Regions from separate parts of the Hordeum vulgare genome. Here region 2 is linked to region 1. Evidence: chromatin contacts called from public Hi-C data. All regions are on one chromosome and are shown on one strand. Each heading gives the region's core, a stretch centred on a gene start, on an enhancer-like site or on the middle of the called end of the contact. The rest is flanking DNA. Distances are from core to core; before and after follow the strand shown. Region 1 holds the start of LOC123426261 (ubiquitin-40S ribosomal protein S27a). Region 2 holds the start of LOC123426270 (probable GTP diphosphokinase CRSH1, chloroplastic).

Region 1 (5,815 bases), core at 2,274-4,773:
CGGCGATCCACAATTGACTGCTGGATTGCTCTAGACCATGACGCCTAACCGTCTGGAGGATGCACAGTCCTCAAAGGTAAAAGGCTCCAGTCCCACACAGGAACAACTTCTTCAGTGATGCTCAATCACTAGGTTTGGTTTGTGGTTTCGGTGGGTGGTGTATTTCCTCACTGATGATTTACTCTCGAAAGCTCTGAGGAATTTGGGTTGCTCTTATGACAAGTGTCAGTTTCTAACGGAGCAGCCAACCAGCTAGTGGTTGTGGGGGGCCGCTATTTATAGCCTCGGAGCATCCCGACATGATTTGACATTAATGCCCTTAAATAATTTGACCGTTGGAGTGGACAAGACCGGTGACTTGGCGTGGCTATCGAAACGGTCGGGACCCTCAACTGATCTTATCAACACCAACGGTCATATTATTTAAAGGCATTAATGTCAAATCATGTTGGGATGCTTTCAGGCTATAAATAGCCGCTCCCCCACAACCATTTGCTGGTTGGCTGCTCCGTTAGAAACTGACATTTGTCATAAGAGCAACCCAAATTTCCTCAGAGTCTTCAAGAGTAAATCATCAATGAGGAAATACACCAAACACCAAACCATAAACCAAAACCAAGTGATTGAGCATCATTGAAGAAGTTGTTTCTGTGTGGGATTAAACCCTTTTATTTTTGAGGACTGTGCATCTCCAAACGGTTAGGCGTCATGGTCTACAACAATCCAGCAGTCAATTGTGGATCGCCGAGTGACCAAGTTTGTGACGGTTTGAAAGTCTGCCCTGAAGACTTACCACGAGTGTTAGACGAGGATTTCGTGTTCTTAGCTCAAGGAGAATACGTTAGGGACTGTGTGTCTTTTAGTTTCAATACCAGGCCGCTCCAAACCAGATGTACAATTATCACAGTAGTTGAAACTGGGTCACCAACCATTGTCTTCACTGTGAAACGAGTTCTATTTCTTCAACTCTTTCAATTTCTCATATTGTATGTTCAAGATTTTCATTGTCACTATTTAAAGAATTTGCTGAAGACTTTCTTTGAAATCCTCAATCCCAAATTCTTCACAAGAGTTAATCCTCACAAGTTTCTCTGTGCCTGCATACTGTGCAAACTGATTTTCATATTCTTCATCTTAAGAACTGTTGTAGTGATACTTTGCACTTCTGATCCTTTGTTGTTTCCACTGCAAGTTAGTCATCAGTGAGTAATTTTCCTCAAAAGGAACTTCCTCAACGAAAAATCTCCTATTCAACCCCCCCCCCCCCCTAGTCGATATAACGCAATTTCACTACCCACGCATCTTGTGGCGGAAGGACCAGGCGCTCGTTCACCATGGCTTGGCAAGACGACTCCTCCTGCTCCGCCGCCGCGTTCCTCGCCACCGTTGCCCGGCAATCGACGTCAGCCAAGACCGGGAGCCTTAGCATCGGCACCCTCAACTTTCGCTAGGTATCTATGGCTTAGCAAGGGGCGACGTACTTCTGGAGTGGCCTTATCAAGCCCGGGGCCTTGGCATCGGCACCCTCGGCTTTCGCTAGGGATCGATGGCTAGGTGTTTGTGATGGGGAGGAAAAGTGAGGGAACAGCAAAAAAGGCAAGAATCTAGACCAATGTTACCTACTTTTCACTTCAGCCGGTGCCGGGACCTTTTGTTCGCCCGACCGAACAAAAAAAAAGGAGCTACCGACAGGCCTTAAATGAACGTACGTATGGTTCCACATGTGTACTGCCAACGCTACTCGCCACATAAACAGACGCGGTTGCCTGCGATTAGGCACAGAACAAACCAGAAAACCAATCTTGTTCGGATTGACACGCAAACCAAGTTCACGAGCGTCTGATGTGGAGACGAACGCACAGGGATGAAACAAACACCAACTGGGTTCTCGCTAGTTTATGAAACTAAACGACAACAATTTAGAAGCGGATTCATGCTACAAGCTTGTATATAAACGAGCTTCCTAGGCTTGCACGAGACGAAGGGCGTGAAAATTTCTGTCATCCGCAAACGACATCGCCAGTGAAAAGTGAACCTCAGATATAGGGCCATTGGCAGGGCATAAGCAGCACTGACACTGTTGCCTAAACAGCGTTGGGCCAATTCCAAGATCAAATTGGCTAAAACCAACAGAGATACTGAATCATCTCACTGATTACTACAGATCTACTACAGCTCATGTGAATGATGCATCATCACATACAAGATTATAGCAAAACTCACCTACATCTACAACTGTAAACTGATAGGCATATGGCATCATAGACGGAACCAATATTACCACCAAAGGTAGGCAATGGTGAATGGTGAACACACACAAAGACTGATGGCTAAACCAAAAGGCGGCACTATGCTCCACACTAGCAATCATCGCACTGCCACTGTCAAAAACCAAGGTAAATGACTACATATATTCACGGTTTCAGACACGTCTAGCCATCTAGGTATGAACTAACATATATATCTAGAACAAACAACCAGCCAATCGCTTGGAATGAACTGAATTCTAATTGCAAAGTGACAAAGATCTGAACTGAATTCTAATTGCAAAGTGACAAAGATCACACACGCAACAATCCTCACATGGCAAAACAGCAATAGCAAAATATTCATCCACATGTAAGCCCTGCATAGTTATTGACTAATAACCTAGAAACGCCTGCAATAGAGGGTTAAGCTCAAGAACACATATGTCAACAAGATACATGTCCCGTAATCGCACCACCTTGATAAGATCAACAAAGCATAGAATATAAGAGCAGACATGGAATGGATTAAAATCATTAAGACTAATAGCATACGGACACCAAAATTTAAGCACGCATCGCATTACAGGAGTAGGCGATGAAATATTCAGGAAACATAATACTCCAAGGTTTCAGCTTAAAAGACAAACGGGACACATCTAAATGAGTTCGGTTCTCGATTGGTAGGTAGGTAAAAGAGCAGAGCAAACGCAAGCCACCTCTAAGCCTTCTGGTTGTAGACGTAGGTGAGGCCGCACTTGCCGCAGTAGTGGCGGTCGAAGTGGTTGGCCATGAAGGTGCCGGCGCCGCAGTCGGCGTTGGGGCACTCCTTCCTGAGCCTGGTGACCTTGCCGGTGGCGTCGTCGACCTTGTAGAACTGGAGGACGGCGAGCTTCACCTTCTTGTGCTTGTGCTTTTGCTTCTTGGGCTTGGTGTAGGTCTTCTTCTTGCGCTTCTTGGCGCCTCCGCGGAGGCGGAGCACCAGGTGGAGGGTGGACTCCTTCTGGATGTTGTAGTCGGCGAGGGTGCGGCCGTCCTCGAGCTGCTTACCGGCGAAGATGAGGCGCTGCTGGTCCGGCGGGATGCCCTCCTTGTCCTGGATCTTGGCCTTGACGTTGTCGATGGTGTCCGAGGACTCCACCTCCAGCGTGATGGTCTTGCCCGTCAGGGTCTTCACGAAGATCTGCATCTTGGCGGCGGCGCGAGGTCGCCTCCGCGCGCTGCGGCGGCGACGGTGGCGGCGGGGTAGGGTTTGGGTTGGGGGCGGAGTGGATGCTAGGGTTTGTGGGGCGTGGAACGGCCTAGCTTTATAGCTGGGGGGTTTCGGATCGGGCGTCTGGGCTCCGTGGACGGTACTTTTGGGCCGGGCTGTGGATTGACTTCGCTTGTGTGGGCCATTTCATGTGGGCTTTGACTCCAGGATTTCCACCTGTCAATGGGAAGGGAAATTCAAATGTTGAAGCCCACAGGCTAGCTCGATCATTTTTTCGTAGTAATATTGGCCGATATATTCGGCTCTTTGTTATTTGATGTAAGCATTTTCTCAAAAAGAAAATGATGTAAGCAGGGGTACTGCACCTCAGAAAAAAGAATTGTTGTTATCCCTCAAAAGAAGTTCATTTTATAGTCCATCCCTCCTAAAAATCATTTTATTGTCCTAAAATATTGTTTACATTTTATATCTCCATATTAGAGGCCAAAAAAATCATTCAAGGGAATTCATTTCTACTGTATTTCCTAAAGGAAAAGGGGTTTCATTTCTCTCAGAGGAGATGATTTCTCACGACTATGCTTTAACATCTTTTTGAATGTTTAAATTCGGCAGAAATTCATTCATTCGATCAGGAAAATCAACTGATGGAAAAGCGCAATCTGCAGTTTCAATTTCGGTTGGTTCTTTTGCTTTGCACTACAACTTAAATTAACCGCACAACAATGTTCGGATCATCCATTCATTCTATGTACATTCAGACTGGCAATTCTCATCAATCATCCATCACCCAAGACGAGCTACGACGGCATCGCCAAGATCATGAGATGTAAGCCTTGACGAGCTCGGTGTAGTTGCAGACTTCTCCTGTCCTTGGGCATGTGATCTTGCCCCCGTTCTTCTTGGCCATCTCATCAAGGGCCTGGGGTTTGCAACACCGCACAACACAAGCAGCCATCTAAGTTCTGGATTCAGTGTGAATAGTTGAGGTATTAAGATTTGAGTCGGATCGGTGCATACCTTGGTGCTATAAACGTAGCCGTTGGGCAGGACGAGCGGTGGATTCTCGGTGTCCATGAGCTCCTTGGTTATGTGGCAGACAAGCTTCGAGTGGTGCTGCTTTGAGAAGGGCAGCGGCTCTGCGAGTTTCCGGAAGCCGTCCAGCGACAAGGGGTCTTCTTTGGGGCAGTTCCCCTCGAAGCAGAATCTTTGCAAGGTCAAGGAGGGTAAACAAGATATCGTGGTTATGTTACTACAGATTTAGAGTATGGTCACCAGTGAAAAAGAAAAGAGAAGCATCAATCATGTAAAGGATACGGAGTCTTGAGAGCTGTCAGGCCTGCTTGCAGGTAAATGTTCAGCAACGGCTCAAGCGTCATACCATATAGTTTGTAGAATTCTTGCTTAAACTGATCCACAAGAAAATCCCACTGATTTTGCTCAAATAAGACCTGCGAGTAAAACAGACGGCATTAGCAAGGTGCCCAAATTTCCATTGATGCTTAAGCACCAACATCTTAGTCCAGCTGCTATCATATTTCTGATGCAGGCACAACAAAACAAGACGACATAGACAATGCTGCTAACCTTGTAAGAAACACAGTTTGTGGTGCTTCTAAAAACCAGTGTTGCTGTAACACGCTGCAATTCTTTCATGTGGGTAGACCCCCAGGGAGCAAGGTATTTCCGAGCATATGATATAGCCTGCAGGAAGTTCTTAGCCTTGACTAGTTCCACAAACTCCTGAAGCCTCAGTAAAAACTCAAGCTTACTCTGCAGGGTAAACAACAGGGTGAACAACAAAAGACACTGATATACCCGAACAAAATTAAGTGTTGAGACAAAGAAGGTGCTATATGGCGGCCAGAAGCTAGCAAAATCTGGTTTCGTTCTATTTTACATATGGAAAAATGTAAAGAGGAAGACTGATGCCTCGCTCGCGTACTATGCATCCTCCCATAATGGTTAACCTTTTTTTCTCTAGACTTGGATGCTTTCACGCATGAAGAGGTGTAACAAATTACCTACATTCTCCGATTTGGAGTATAAAGGCAGACATTTCACAACATTCATGCCACAATATTATAATTACTGAGATTATCTGTACCCGCATAAAGTGACTAAGTTACAAAGGTGAATAATTTCAACAAGCAACCGACATGATTGATGAGCTATCAGCATTATCATTGGTAAAGATCAATGCAAGCATCCCATTCCCCAGTGCTTTATCATATGGACAGATTCTTTACTCCATCTCACTGCTATATGAACGGCATACATCAACAATGAAATAGCACAAGTAACACAAACCTTTGATTTCTTTAACCGGGATTTATTTTCTGCACACCAAGCTAAAGCA
Region 2 (5,815 bases), core at 1,163-3,662, 230 kb before region 1:
GCACGTAGCGGACGGCCACATGCTTGTTGCCGCCGACAATGGTGTAGTTGGTCAACCAATCCTCAGGCTTGGTCGAGCCATTGTACTTGGGGGTGTCGCGGGCCAGGGTGAAGCCCTTGGGTAATGCCTCCTTAAGGATGTGCGGCCCGAAGCATGGCGGGCCGGCTGTGCCTTCCTCCTCGACCGCGCACGACTGGGCGATGCGATCCAGGTGCATGTGCGCGTCCTGATCACCGAGCTGGCGCGCGCCGATCCATTCACCTACCGACCCGTGAGGCCGGGCCGACTGCTCGCGCTCCTCGTGTCGGTTGCTCCGTCCCGACTAGCGGTCGCCCTGGCCAGTCGGTGCACGGGCTTGGCTGTCGACGACGGACGGGCTGCGGTCCCTCCGACTGTTGCCACGACGCTGATGGGTGTTGGGGGGCCAAGATGCCTGATGGGTCTCCCGCCGGCCGGCTTCGGGCTGGCCGGAGTTGGTGCAGGTCCTTGAGCGGGAGTTGGTTGGCTCACGGGACGATTGGGCCTGCTGTGCATGGGTGGCCTCGATGAGGACGCGGATGCGCTCTTGCCGCGCCTCGCGAGCCGGACCGTCGAGGCCCTCGAGCTCGTCGATGGCAGCCTGCGCGGCCCGCATCTTCTGTACGGGGGTGCTGTAGACGGGGCGGTCGTCGGCCAGGACCTGTCCGACTGGGCCTCCTCGGCGTCGCACGCGTCCTCGCTGGCTAGGCCCCGTGGCAGCCGGCGTGAAACAGTGGGCCGCGTTGAACTCGCGCTGGGTAGCCTCCAGTGCCTCCGCCTCGTGGAGCAGATGCTAGCGGTGGCCGTCGAGTTATTGGGTGGCGACCGAGGGGTCGGCCACCGCAAGGGTGGGGGTGCGACGCGTGTCCACCGTCGTGCGGATCAGGGTTCGGTGCCTGGATGTGCCGCCATGCGAGGTGACGGTGAACACCTCCACACGGTCGCACAGGTCGACGATGCTGTGGGAGAGGTTGTTGTCGCCCATCGGCAACAGCTCGTCACAGTTCAACACTTCGACGGGGTAGCCGCCGGTAACGACCGCGACGTAGACGCGGTGAGAGCCGAAGGCGATAATGGAACCATCAACGGGGAAGTCCGCATCCTCTAGGCGGCGGGCGTTGTCGTTGACGCAGTCGAGCGCGTCGTGGCGCACGACTAGGTCGTGCGCCACGCGGTCGCCAAAAGGGGTGAAGGGTCCCGCCCGGAACGTTACTCCGGTCGGCGTCGCTGCCGGCTCCACGGTGGGCTCCAACTGTCGTGGTATTTTCGGGACAGATGCCATGGGTGGCTTAACTCGTAGGTTGGGGCCGATGGGCGCCGACGGCGTCTGGGAACAGGTGTGGGGCGCAACATGCATGACGTCGGTTTACCCAGGTTCAGGGCCCTCCGGTGAGGTAAAACCCCTAGTCCTGCTTAGGTGACTATATGGGAATCACAGTAAAAAGGTTGCTCCTTGAGCTGTTCATGAGGAGGGAGATGGAGCGCTGGCTGCCGGTCTCGCTACCTCAGGTGGTGTTCTCTATGATTGTGGGATTGCTATCTATTTTAGCCTGCCCCTCTCAGCGGGCAGAGGCGTGGCTTTTATAGTCAAGCCTAGGGTTACAATGGTAACAGTAAGATTTGGGGCGGGGGACGGGCAGAGGCGTGGCTTTTATAGCAAGCCTAGGGGTACAATGGTAACGATAAGATTTGGGGCGGGGGACGGCTGCCAGTCTCTTAGGCCGGATGCGGGGCCCACCCGTGGTTGGGTCTTGTCGCGGGACCCGCCGATCATGTGCAGCAGCGGCCGGTGCGCCGAGCCATCAGGACGGGTGCGACAAAGGGGGAACGTGGCTACAGGACCTACTTGCCCGGTCACGGTCGGGGTCGTGTAGCCTCGTTGACCCTCTCATCATCACGCATGACGTGTCATTCAATGGCGGAGACAACACCCGGCGAGCCCGGACTGCTGCGTGGGCTTCCATGGTGCATGTGCATGGAGCTCTAATAGTAAAAAACGATTTTGTGATCAATTTATGTGGGCAGAAGCTAATTAACTTGGCATCACGTATAGCTTGCCCAGGCTCTAACTTTGAGCTGGCTCCGTCATTGATGTTATTATGCAATCAACATTCTTCTCTCATAACAGATGTTGAAACACGTACTATAGTCGGCTGTAAATTTGTATCTTGTTTTTTTCCTTTAGCAAGCAAAAATTTGATGTAACTTTTCTTTTTTCTTTTAACTAGCAAATTTAAATGCGTGTTGGAAAGAACGAAAGGACTTGACATAGAAATTAAATTTTCCGATCAAAACCCCCCGTCTCTTCCCGCGCGAAGAAGGATCCTACGTGGCAAAACGCGAGCCAGTCCCCACCTCATCACAATCACCATAATCACATATCCGCACAGCGGCTGCCACAGTGCCACGTCGCCTGCAATCCATCCCCGGAGCGGGCCCCACCCATGGCGACCGCAGCCACCACCGCCGCGGCCGTCCCCGGCGGCCGCCATCAGCACCGCCACCACCTAGGCCTGCGCCCATGCCCCAACCTGCATCGACTGCGCCTCCCTGCCTCCGTTGCTTTTTCTTCCTCATCCGCCCCGTCGACCTCCTCCTCCTCGCTATCGGCCCCGGCGACGCCGCCGCCGGAGGGAGGAGGGCGGCTGGTGGCGGAGCTTGTGGGAGTGTTCAACGAGCTCACGGCTAGGATGGGAGAGGGCCTGGCGACCACCTCCTCGTCGCGCCTGCTCTTCCGCGCGCTCAAGCTGGCCCTCCCCGCCCTCCGCGACGGCGACGGCGGGCAGGCCCTCACGCGAGCCCTCGCGGTGGCCGCGACCTTAGCCGACCTTCAGGTGCTGAGCCAGAGCCTCCTCCTCTGTTCTGTTTGCGTAAATAGGACTATATCGTTCGATTCTGGAGACTGGGCGTGGGTTTTCGTGTTCGCATGAACAGGTAGAATTTGATAATCTTTGGCCTGTTACCCGTGGATTCCTGGATCAAGTTCAAGTTCGCATGAACAAGAATTGCAATAAATGCATAAGTTCATTCTGTGAACTCTTTCTGAAATGTATTTCCCAGTACACATTGGTGTTCTGTTGTTGAATGCATCGAAAGAAGTCGCTGGATAATATTGTTTACAGCAATTATAACTTACGTAGAAAGGAAAATCGGTTTTCTTGCCATGGCACCAGCATTCCTCGTTTCACAGTTACACAAACTATTAAACTCAGGCTTGAATATGATTGTTTAGTTTCATGTCACTGATTGCTACTGTTTGGTTCATTTTTTCGAATTTAATTCCTCATCTGTACCATAAGTTGAAGACTCTATCGTCTGGCAGTATTGATGGGTAGAGCATTTCTTGGACTAGTTATCCATGCTTACGATTAGGCTCTTTGAACAATTTCTAATCGCTCCATTTCCCCATAAGGTTGTAGTGATTCATAAGATATCTGCACTGATTTGTATGATAACGAAGTTAAGTATCATTGGGTTTATTTATCCACTCTTAAGCTCTCATGTTTAACAGGGGTTTTGAATTCTTGTTGTATGCATAACGGCAGATGGATGCGGAAGTTATTTCAGCCGGCATATTGAGGAAAGCGCTTGATGCAGGGACTATAAGCATCAGCGATGTAGAAGCTCAAATTGGGACTGGCATAGCTGATTTACTGCATGAGAGCTTAAGGCTTAAGGTTGCTCCTTCGAAGGTCGACGTATTGGATGATGAAAGTGCGAGCTCATTGAGAAAGTTTTTCCTTTCGTACTATGACATCCGGGCAGTAATCTTGGAGCTTGCTCTGAAGCTCGATACGATGAGACACCTTCAGTACCTCCCCAAGCATCTTCAGCGAGTAAAATCTCTTGAAGTAATGAAGATATATGCTCCACTTGCTCATGCTGTCGGGGCTGGTAATCTGTCACTAGAGTTAGAAGATCTTTCATTTAGGTACTTGTTTCCTCATTCATATGACCATGTTGATCAATGGTTGAGGAACCGAGAAGCCGAGTGCAAGCTCCTGATAAACGCCTACAAGGCGCAGTTGCTTCAGGCACTGAAATCCGATGATGAGCTAAACGAGATTGTGCAGGACATCTCAATTGAAGGGCGGTACAAAAGCCGTTTCAGTACTATGAAGAAGCTAGTAAAAGATGGCCGGAAACCCGAAGAAGTAAATGACATACTTGGTTTACGGATAATCTTGGACCCTCGATGTTATGGTGGCTCATCTGATTGGGGCCCCAGGGCCTGTCACAGGACACACGAAATCATCCGAGCTCTGTTGAAGGAAGTGCCAGGTAGGACAAAGGACTATGTGACACAGCCAAAAAGAAATGGCTATCAGAGCCTGCATGTGGCAATCGATGTAAGTGAACCTGGGAAGACGAGGCCACTAATGGAGATACAAATACGCACCAAGGAGATGCACAGAATTGCTATTGGTGGAGAAGCGTCTCACTCTCTCTACAAGGGTGGTCTTACTGATCCCGGAGAGGTGAGTCATCTACTTAATTCCAATTCTCTCTTCCTTAAAAAAAACTCTCTTCCTTCCTTTACAGTACACTGAATCTTCTGGATTTATCAAGGCACTCGGAGTATCTTTCAAAACATAGTAGATAAGTTGTTTTATCGAACCAAGGGTCAAAACATGTACAAACATAGTCTTGATGAGTTATGTATAATGCTGCTTGCTCCAAGATACGCCTAAATTTCATCCAGCATATGAGGCTTCTTACTGAAATTGTCACTGGGTTATAACAGTTAGTTCAGAGCTCACAGCTGAGATGGTAATGACCTGGTTTAGTTTATGTTCCTAACTGATACACTTGTCTGCTGATTTGATCACGACACATGGTTTTATCTTGAAATCAGCATTCTTATACCTTTTCTGAGACTGAACTGAAAGATTATTCTTGGGGCATGACTAAGAATCAGCATTCTTATACCTTTTCTGAGACTGAACTGAAAGATTATTCTTGGGGCATGACTAAGAATCAGCATCCTTATACCTTTTCTGAGACTGAACTGAAAGATTATTCTTGGGGCATGACTAAGAATCAGCATTCCTTGAATATTCTCCAGGCTAAAAGACTCAAGGCTATTATGTTGGCCGCGGCAGAGCTAGCAGCTCTTCGCCTTCGAGACCTGCCAGCCAGTGGTCATAGAGGAGGTGAATGCAAGAACCAGGCTTTCTGCCTTATAGACAAAAATGGTGATGGGAGGATCAGCATTGAGGAGCTCACGGAGGTGATGGAAGATCTTGGTGCTGAGGGCGAGGATGCGATGGCGCTCATGCATCTCCTTGATGCAAACAGCGATGGTTCCCTGAGCTTTGATGAATTTGAGTCGTTCCAGAGACAGGTGGGTGCAAGTTATACATCCGCGACAAGTTATCCTAACACAACTGTATTGTCAAAGTCACCCTTTCTGGGCACACAGTTTCTGATATATTTGAAGTGTTTCTGGCTTATCAGGTTGAACTGATGAGAAGCTTGGAGGACAGGGATGACCACTACACTAAGATACTGAAGGATAAGCTGCAGACAATCGACAGCGCTGGCCTCATTCACTTCTATCGCAAAGAGTTGGGAGACAAACTGCTTGTGAGCTGAAATATATTTTTTTTTAGAAAAGGAGGTCGAGCCCCGGCCTGTGAGCTGAAATATATGGGCCTTTCTTTTAAGGAACTGCGCTAAACTAAAATGAATCGCCAAAGTGTAGTTTTGATGTTGGCGCATACATTGGAATGTGATTAACAGCATTTAATTGTACATACTTGCTGATTGTATGCGGATCTATAGAGCAAGTCTGAGA

What was found. Hi-C and Micro-C count contacts between places; a contact is called where the count stands out from the background.
Region 2: a contact with region 1 is called in a Hi-C map of seedling, with 2.8 times the contacts expected there. The contact joins the promoter of LOC123426270 here to the promoter of LOC123426261 in region 1. A contact is called at or near these places in 1 of 6 Hi-C or Micro-C datasets (seedling) and 1 of 1 datasets of contacts at active chromatin or transcription factors (embryo).

The regions. Positions count from the first base shown.
Region 1 is chr1H:100,322,468-100,328,282 of MorexV3_pseudomolecules_assembly, reverse strand. It overlaps LOC123426261 (ubiquitin-40S ribosomal protein S27a), which reads right to left and starts at 3,523. Exons shown (of 1, transcript XM_045110063.1): 1 at 2,771-3,523. The coding sequence starts at 3,435. The coding sequence ends at 2,968. LOC123426251 (protein MAEA homolog) reads right to left here. Exons shown (of 7, transcript XM_045110053.1): 3 at 5,767-5,815; 4 at 5,044-5,229; 5 at 4,774-4,907; 6 at 4,477-4,663; 7 at 4,058-4,378. The coding sequence ends at 4,277.
Region 2 is chr1H:100,551,822-100,557,636 of MorexV3_pseudomolecules_assembly, reverse strand. It overlaps LOC123426270 (probable GTP diphosphokinase CRSH1, chloroplastic), which reads left to right and starts at 2,412. Exons shown (of 4, transcript XM_045110073.1): 1 at 2,412-2,852; 2 at 3,564-4,496; 3 at 5,084-5,362; 4 at 5,476-5,815. The coding sequence starts at 2,463. The coding sequence ends at 5,613.